2 separate regions of the Danio rerio genome follow, and region 2 is linked to region 1. Evidence: chromatin contacts called from public Micro-C data. All regions are on one chromosome and are shown on one strand. Each heading gives the region's core, a stretch centred on a gene start, on an enhancer-like site or on the middle of the called end of the contact. The rest is flanking DNA. Distances are from core to core; before and after follow the strand shown.

Region 1 (3,636 bases), core at 722-3,221:
AACAGTCTTTTGAATATCTTTTTTATGTTCAACAGAAGAAAGAAATTCAACAAGGTTTGGAAAAAGTTTATGAATAATTTGTGACAATTAGAATTTTTAGCTGAACTGTCCTTTAAGAATGTTTAAGCAATACACATGCTTAAAAAAAACAAAATTATTAATTTCCAAATCGATGGTTGTTGATTTCTCTTAAAGGTTCAATTCACCCCAAATGAAAATTATTCCATCATTTACTTGCTCTTGTATTTTCCCAAATCAATTAGATTGTCTAATCTCTGGAAATGCAAGTGAAAATATATTTAATAAAATCTGAAAGATTTTGTGTCCTTTTTTTCATTGTGTTAATCAAAAAAATAAAAAAATAAATCAAGGGTGTCACCGTGGAGCAGTGGGTAGCACGATTGCCTCGCAACAAGAATGTCGCTGGTTCAAGCCTCGGCTGGGTCAGTTGGAATTTCTGTGTTGAATTTGTATGTTCTCCCCGTTTTCTCCCTGTTTGCGTTGACTTCCTCCAGGTGCCCCGGTTTACCCCACAAGTCCAAATACATATAGTATAGGTGAATTTGGTAAGCTAAAATTGTCTGTAGTGTATGAGTGTGTATGGATGTTTCCCAGTTATGGGTTGCAGCTGGAAGAACATACCACTGTGTAACACATATGCTGGATAAGATGGTGGTTTATTCTGCTGTGGTGGCCCCAGATTAATAAAGGGACTAAGCGGAAAAGAAAAGAATGAATGAAAAAAAAATCTATTTGTTGCTTCAAAACTTTAACTAAATCATTTTGAGCTGTCCTAACCCATTAAAGACATTAATAAAATTGGGTGCATTTTTGTAGCGAATGCAATAAAACACTGTGTACATAAGACAGTAACAAACATTTACTCAACATAAATATTTGTAGATGAGTCATTTCTCTAAAGATGATAACTGATTTCTCACAAGGCAAGTCATTTAGGGCCTTGTTTTTTTCCTGTATCTTCCTTGAATAATTCAACTAGACATTTATAAGCATGTAAATGACCATACAGTTATTTTGGTACCTGTGAACAAGTGCTTGTTGTGATATTGGTACTCTTCTCCCCATGGGTGTGATTAACAGATGGAGCTGGGAGACTCTGATAACAGGAAGGATGATGTCATACCCAGTATGACTCTGACACCTCCGCTGTTTTGGTGACACAAAAATAGGCTAACTGTGAAGTTTGACAATGTTTGTGTATATTTTGTCGTGTACTTTCATATTTCATGTTTTATACTAATATGTGTTTTATGGACTTAGTCTAGTTTAGCTAACCTATTGAATGCTGCCACCTTTTGAAGAAACTTTGTCATTGCCTTTTCAGAACTGGCAACGGAGTTACACGCAGCTAATCATCATTGAAATATAGCCTCGTGCTGATGCAGCATTTTTTTACTAATTGAAGGCCACTTTGTTTTAAACTTGGACACGCCAGTGTGTGACGCCAAGCGAAGTACTGAGGTAACTTTACGCTGTTCGTGGTAAACATTTACTTTTAGGCAAATTAAATGCAGAAACGAGTCAGAGTTCCTAAGTTATAACTAATTATACTTGTGCAAAACGTGGTTAATTGGCTTTTCTTATAAATTTGTATTGGTATAATTACGTCGTTTACTCGTGAATCGTAAATAAATCTTGAAAATGATTCTTTTCCTACTGACTCGTTTTCCCTGTTAAGATTGACTGTTGTTCCAGCCAATAGTATTCGAGTGTCAGCTGCGAACCAGCATCCAATTGGTTAGTTCCACTGTACGAACTCGCCTCTTTTGCTGAACGAGTCGGGGTTTTAAATGATTTGTTTATATAAAAGATTCGTTCAAAACAGAGGGTTGGTGCAGCACCGAACTACGCGTTTTGTTTTGAGCTGTTGCCAGATTGATCGAGAGGGGTTTATTCAGTTTGTCACGTGAGTCAATCTTGTTCAAAACAAGAGGAGAAGGGGCGGATGCGTTATGAATGTGTAAAAGCATGACACGACTCATACACAAATTAAAGTGACGTCAAGACGCGTCCTATCCAAAGTTCTGCGATATTAGTCTTGTTTTGTTTACTATAGCTGCGGTAGCCTGAGGTTGAGTGTGGAGAGAAAATGGAGGTACATGTTTTTGTTTGTTGCCATTTGTGGTGAATTGTGCTTGTTTTGCAGTTTGGTCTATTAGGGTGGCGAGTCCATAGATGTTTAACACTGACCAGGACATTGACTGGACTTTAACAGAAATATCACAAGACTATTGTACAACCCCTCTGTTGTTTTGGGATTGACCCTTAATGAATCCGTAAACCGCTAAACTGACTTGTTCTGAAACTACTCTCTGCCCTATGGTCAACTGTAGTCAATCATTACTCACTCAGCACACAGCCTCTAGTGTAAGGCAATTCTCTAAAGTTTTCAGTTCATAAAAGAGCTTCAGGATTACCAGCAGTGTGCAGGTACATTTTTAAGTGGAAAATGTTGGAACTTTGTTTAAGATATAATATTTAGGATTCAATTGTTATTATTTATTTACATACAAATGTACTATGTGATTTAAACATAATTTTGTTTCTAGCTGTCCATCACTGGTCATTTAGTTGGAGATGGCTGTCTTGAAATAATTTTTTATTGTTGTTTTTTTTGGTTGTGAGCATAGCCTACACAGCTTAAGAGGTTTAAGGATGAATGTATAATTATATTCAGTTAAATGTATTTGTTTCATATATAGACTAATAATATGTTACGTTTATATAGCACTCAAAGTGCTTTACATATTTACAGAAAATTGAATCAATACTTTAAAATTGTTGCAGTTGCCTCGGTTATTTTCATTTTACAGTATTTTGAGTACAATTCTTTTTCCACATAACACAAAATATTAACTGTTGTTTCAGGTGATGGAAGATATTTAAATTCATTCATTCATTTTCTTTTCGGCTTAATCCCTTTATTAATCTGGCGTCGCCATAGCAGAATGAACCGCCAACTTTTCCAGCATATGTTTTATGCAGCTCTTCCAGCTGCAACCCATCACTGGGAAACATACATACATACACATTCACACACATACACTACAGACGATTTAGCACACTCAATTCACCTGCACAGCATGTCTTTGGACAGTGGGAAAAACTCTAGCACTTGGAGGAAACCCACACAAACACAGGGAGAACATGCAAACTCCACACAGAAATGCCAACTGACCCAGCCAAGGCTTGAACCAGAGACCTTCTTGCTGTGAGGCAATCATGCTACCCACTCCGCCACTGTGTCACCTGGAAAATATTTATATTTATATATAAATAGATTAGGGTTACAGATTTTGGTATCCTCTCGTCTGTCTTTACATTGGAGCAATATGCTTTTTAGAAAATTATTATATTTTAAATAATACATTTTGTTTTTTATCTTTATTAATAGATTGCATTAATTATTTATACTACTAGTCAAAAGTTGAGATGATAACCATTTTCAAGGTTTACCATAGATTGGAAAAGTCAAGGTCTTAAAACCACCAACATTTTCTGCTATACTGTTCCTATGGTATGTGTAAGATTTTTTTTAGGATAACAGTATCTCCAGCAGAAAAGATATCCAAAGATGCCATTTTAAATCGTTAAGAAATCTGTGTTTTTGAAACT
Region 2 (3,636 bases), core at 780-3,279, 210 kb before region 1:
CTGTTTCAAGGTGTTGAGCTTTCTTCAAAATATCTTGTATTTTGATCAAGAAAAGAAATAAACTCGTAAAGGTTTGGAACCACCTGACAATGAGTAAATAGTGAGCACATTTTCATTTTGGGGTGAACTATACCTTTAAGAAAGCAAGCATGCGTTGATGGTGACACCTAGTGGCTATAAAGTGTAAACGCTATAAAACATTGTTGATAAAAGGAAACATTGCATGTGATAACCTGAACATAAATAGTATACATGATTTGAGTGTGAAATAATACATGTTAATAAAATGTAATAGTAATAATTGCAATGGAAAGCTTGACAATAATTAACAGAGTTTTTTTAAACAGAGTAAAAAACAGGGTTAATAGATGTTATTATACTAACCACGAGTCAATCAAGTTATTGCTACACCAAATTTGATTTAACCAAGTTTTTTTATAGTATAACGTATGTTTTAAAAATATGCACTAACATTTATAACAACACTCATTTTTGTGAGAGCTGTATAATTGTGAAATGACTATGACAAAATACTGTCATGACCTTTGCTCATAAGTGTCATGTGATAAAACCCTTAAATATTGTTCAGTCTTAGCAACTAGTTATAATATTAGAGACAAACCATCATCTCTTGGACATTAAACTGGCTTACAAACTTAAACACAGCTGCCCATATATCAACACAGCCATGTCTGTCAGGATCAACTAGCTATATTTAGGTAGAAATAACATCATGTTCTATATTGGACAGATGGGAAAACAATTTTAAAAGTTTATCACTTAAAAACAGCATGAAATACACAACATGCAATACCCATAAAATAAAACACCATACAGTGGAGATTGCAATATTGTGTACCATGGGATTTACAATGCAAAACTATTGGAAATATGTTATACATCGCAGTTTAACAACAAAAGTAGAACTAAATGCATTGCCATGTTAGTTTGTGCTCAAATACAGCCTATATTTAAAGCTCACTGTTCTCGCGATACTTTCCGCAATCCGATATTTGTGTTTAAGTTCACATTGAATGTTACAAATACTACTTTAATATTGTTTTTATAGAATTTCTGCATGTAAGACGCTGTGCAAAGGACTTACCCTACAACCAGGAATACAAGTATAGCTACCACCAGATAGTTGGTTTGATAGTACAGGAGGTTGCTGACCACTCTGTTGTTCCATTTCGCCAAATCTCGTGTATCTGGTTTGCCGAAGCGATCTGAGCCGGGATAGAAATCATCCCAGCCTCTCAAAGGAGCGATTTCCACTTTAGCCATTTATTCAGACTGTGCGGATGCCGACAGCTGCTCTGAATGTAAGCAACAGCCTGTCACTTCCGTCCTCTCGCCAGCAGCATGCGCTTTGGCTTTAAATGGGAGGTTACTTCAGATGTAAACAAATGATCAGCAAAAATGATCGCGTTTGAATATTAGGGACTTAATCTAATCATGCAGATAAGGATTCTTATTATCACACAGTGTACGATATACTGGCTGATTGAATTATAAAGTAAACTAGTGATTAACGAGTGAAACGTTTGCGCTATGGCAAGCTGTTTTAACATTTAATCGCTGCTAATATATTTTCATGCTGCTAGCTGCTAGTTTATTTCAACTATTCGGTTTTTAGTGTATTCCAAGTATGAGAAGTGCATGCTGTTTTTAGTAGACTAGTAGTTTTATGCTAGTTTTTTTTACGCTATTCATAGGTAGCCTATCGCTAATAGCTCAAGATGTCAGTGCTTATATTAGATACAAACTCATTCAGTTTCTTACCAAGGCTACTAACGTAAGAATAGTTACTCTATATAATGAAACAAATACATTTGCAAATACAAAGGATTATTTTCAACAAGTGCAAAATAATGATTAAGTTATACTACGATCTAATAAATAAGAACTAGTATCTACTAAAAATGTAAGTATATAGATTATATGTTAAAATGGCTTGCCATAACTGTAGCATGCTGGATGGGCGACTGAAAAAAAAAATAAAAGTGCTCAGTTTTCATTGGACGATCTTGTTATTACGCAAGTGTCCCGGAAGCAGTTGGCCACGCCCTTACGTGAATGTCTGTCATGGCTGCTCGCAGCGTGAGTGAAACTACCGATGTGCTAAAATAGCATCTGGTGTTTTCCTAAGGTGAATAAATATTAACTGTTGTGAGTCATGTTTGATAAATGCTTAGCATCGCCATAAGTATAATAGGTGTTAAATAATAGTAATGCCTAGCATCTTGAAAACTAGCATTGGAGTTGAAAAGTCTGGAAGATAATTACTGAACATTCAACGTTATAGGTATTTAGCATGTATCATTAACATTAATTCAGTGGCATGTGAAATTTACAGATAACGACTCTCTTGTTTTAAGGTCCACCGATGTGGGCTAAATTATTTCTACGCCCTTCGTTTGTCAACCGGGTTCATCTCACGTGGAGTTGCAGGGCTTTATTGACGATGCAGCTGAAAACTAAAGAGTTTGAGTCTTTATTTACCGACGGACTCGTTGGTCTTGCTGGTAAGCTCACTTTATAAATGTCATTGGTAAAAACACGGTGTTAATACTTCATGACAAATAATAATTGCACCAGTGAGTTGTTTGGGCACATCTACTCACACTTTGTTGCTAACGATACCACAAAGCTTATTCATTCATTCATTCATTCATTTAGGGCTTTATTAATCAGGGGTTGCCACAGTGAAATTAACCGCCAACTTATCCGTCATATATTTTATGCAGCGGATGCCCTCCCAGTCGCAACCCAGAAACACCCATACACTCTTGCATTCACACACATACAGTACACTACAGACAATTTAGCTTATTAAATTCACCTATACCACATGTCTTTGGACTTGTGGGGGAAAACGGAGCACCAGGAGGAAACCCATGCAAAACGGGAAGCATAAACGGTTGGCACAAATGGCAACTGATCCAGCCAGGGCTCAAACCAGCGGCTTTCTTGCTGTGAGGCGACAGTTTTAACCACTGAGCCACCGTGTTACCCTAATTCATTCAGTTTTGTGCAAACATTTGAATCTTTAACATTGTCATGTACCTCACAACTTAATTAGTGCAAACATATCCAAAACATGCCATATTTATTTGATATCTAGAAATATTTCAAAAGAACCAGTTTGAGCTGAGGATTGCCGGGGGTGCGGTGCGGGACCTTCTGTCTGGAAAACGGCCTGAAGATGTGGATTTTGCCACAACAGCCACTCCAGAGGAGATGAAGAGCATGTTCCAGACAGCAGGAGTCCGCATGATCAACAATAAAGGAGAGAAACATGGCACCATTACTGCCAGGGTGAGGTGAAGCATAGGTTCTAGTTCTTCAATGAATTCTGATGTCCACATGTCAACGTAATGACTCTAAATGTGCCAATTTCTGCATAATATAGCTTCATGAGGAGAACTTTGAAGTGACCACATTGCGAGTGGATGTCCAGACTGATGGACGGCATGCAGAAGTGGAGTTTACCACTGATTGGCAGAAAGATGCCGAGCGCAGAGACCTCACCATCAACTCCATGTTTCTCGGTAAAACACAAGGAGCTATGAGGATTTATTTAACTAGAATTATTAGTCTTTCTATTTAAATTTGCCATTTTTATTGATTTGCTTT

The links. A called contact is a pair of places that touch in the nucleus more often than the background predicts.
Region 2: a contact with region 1 is called in a Micro-C map of caudal fin, with 2.5 times the contacts expected there. The contact joins the promoter of trnt1 here to the promoter of glyctk in region 1. A contact is called at or near these places in 2 of 18 Hi-C or Micro-C datasets (caudal fin and hematopoietic stem cells).

What each region holds. Positions count from the first base shown.
Region 1 is chr6:45,572,300-45,575,935 of GRCz12tu, reverse strand. glyctk (glycerate kinase) reads left to right here and starts at 1,971. Exons shown (of 5, transcript NM_001077388.2): 1 at 1,971-2,116.
Region 2 is chr6:45,778,366-45,782,001 of GRCz12tu, reverse strand. trnt1 (tRNA nucleotidyl transferase, CCA-adding, 1) reads left to right here and starts at 2,029. Exons shown (of 8, transcript NM_001002159.2): 1 at 2,029-2,149; 2 at 2,379-2,525; 3 at 3,125-3,318; 4 at 3,413-3,551. The coding sequence starts at 2,387. arl6ip5a (ADP-ribosylation factor-like 6 interacting protein 5a) reads right to left here and starts at 1,352. Exons shown (of 3, transcript NM_001006096.1): 1 at 1,106-1,352. The coding sequence starts at 1,284.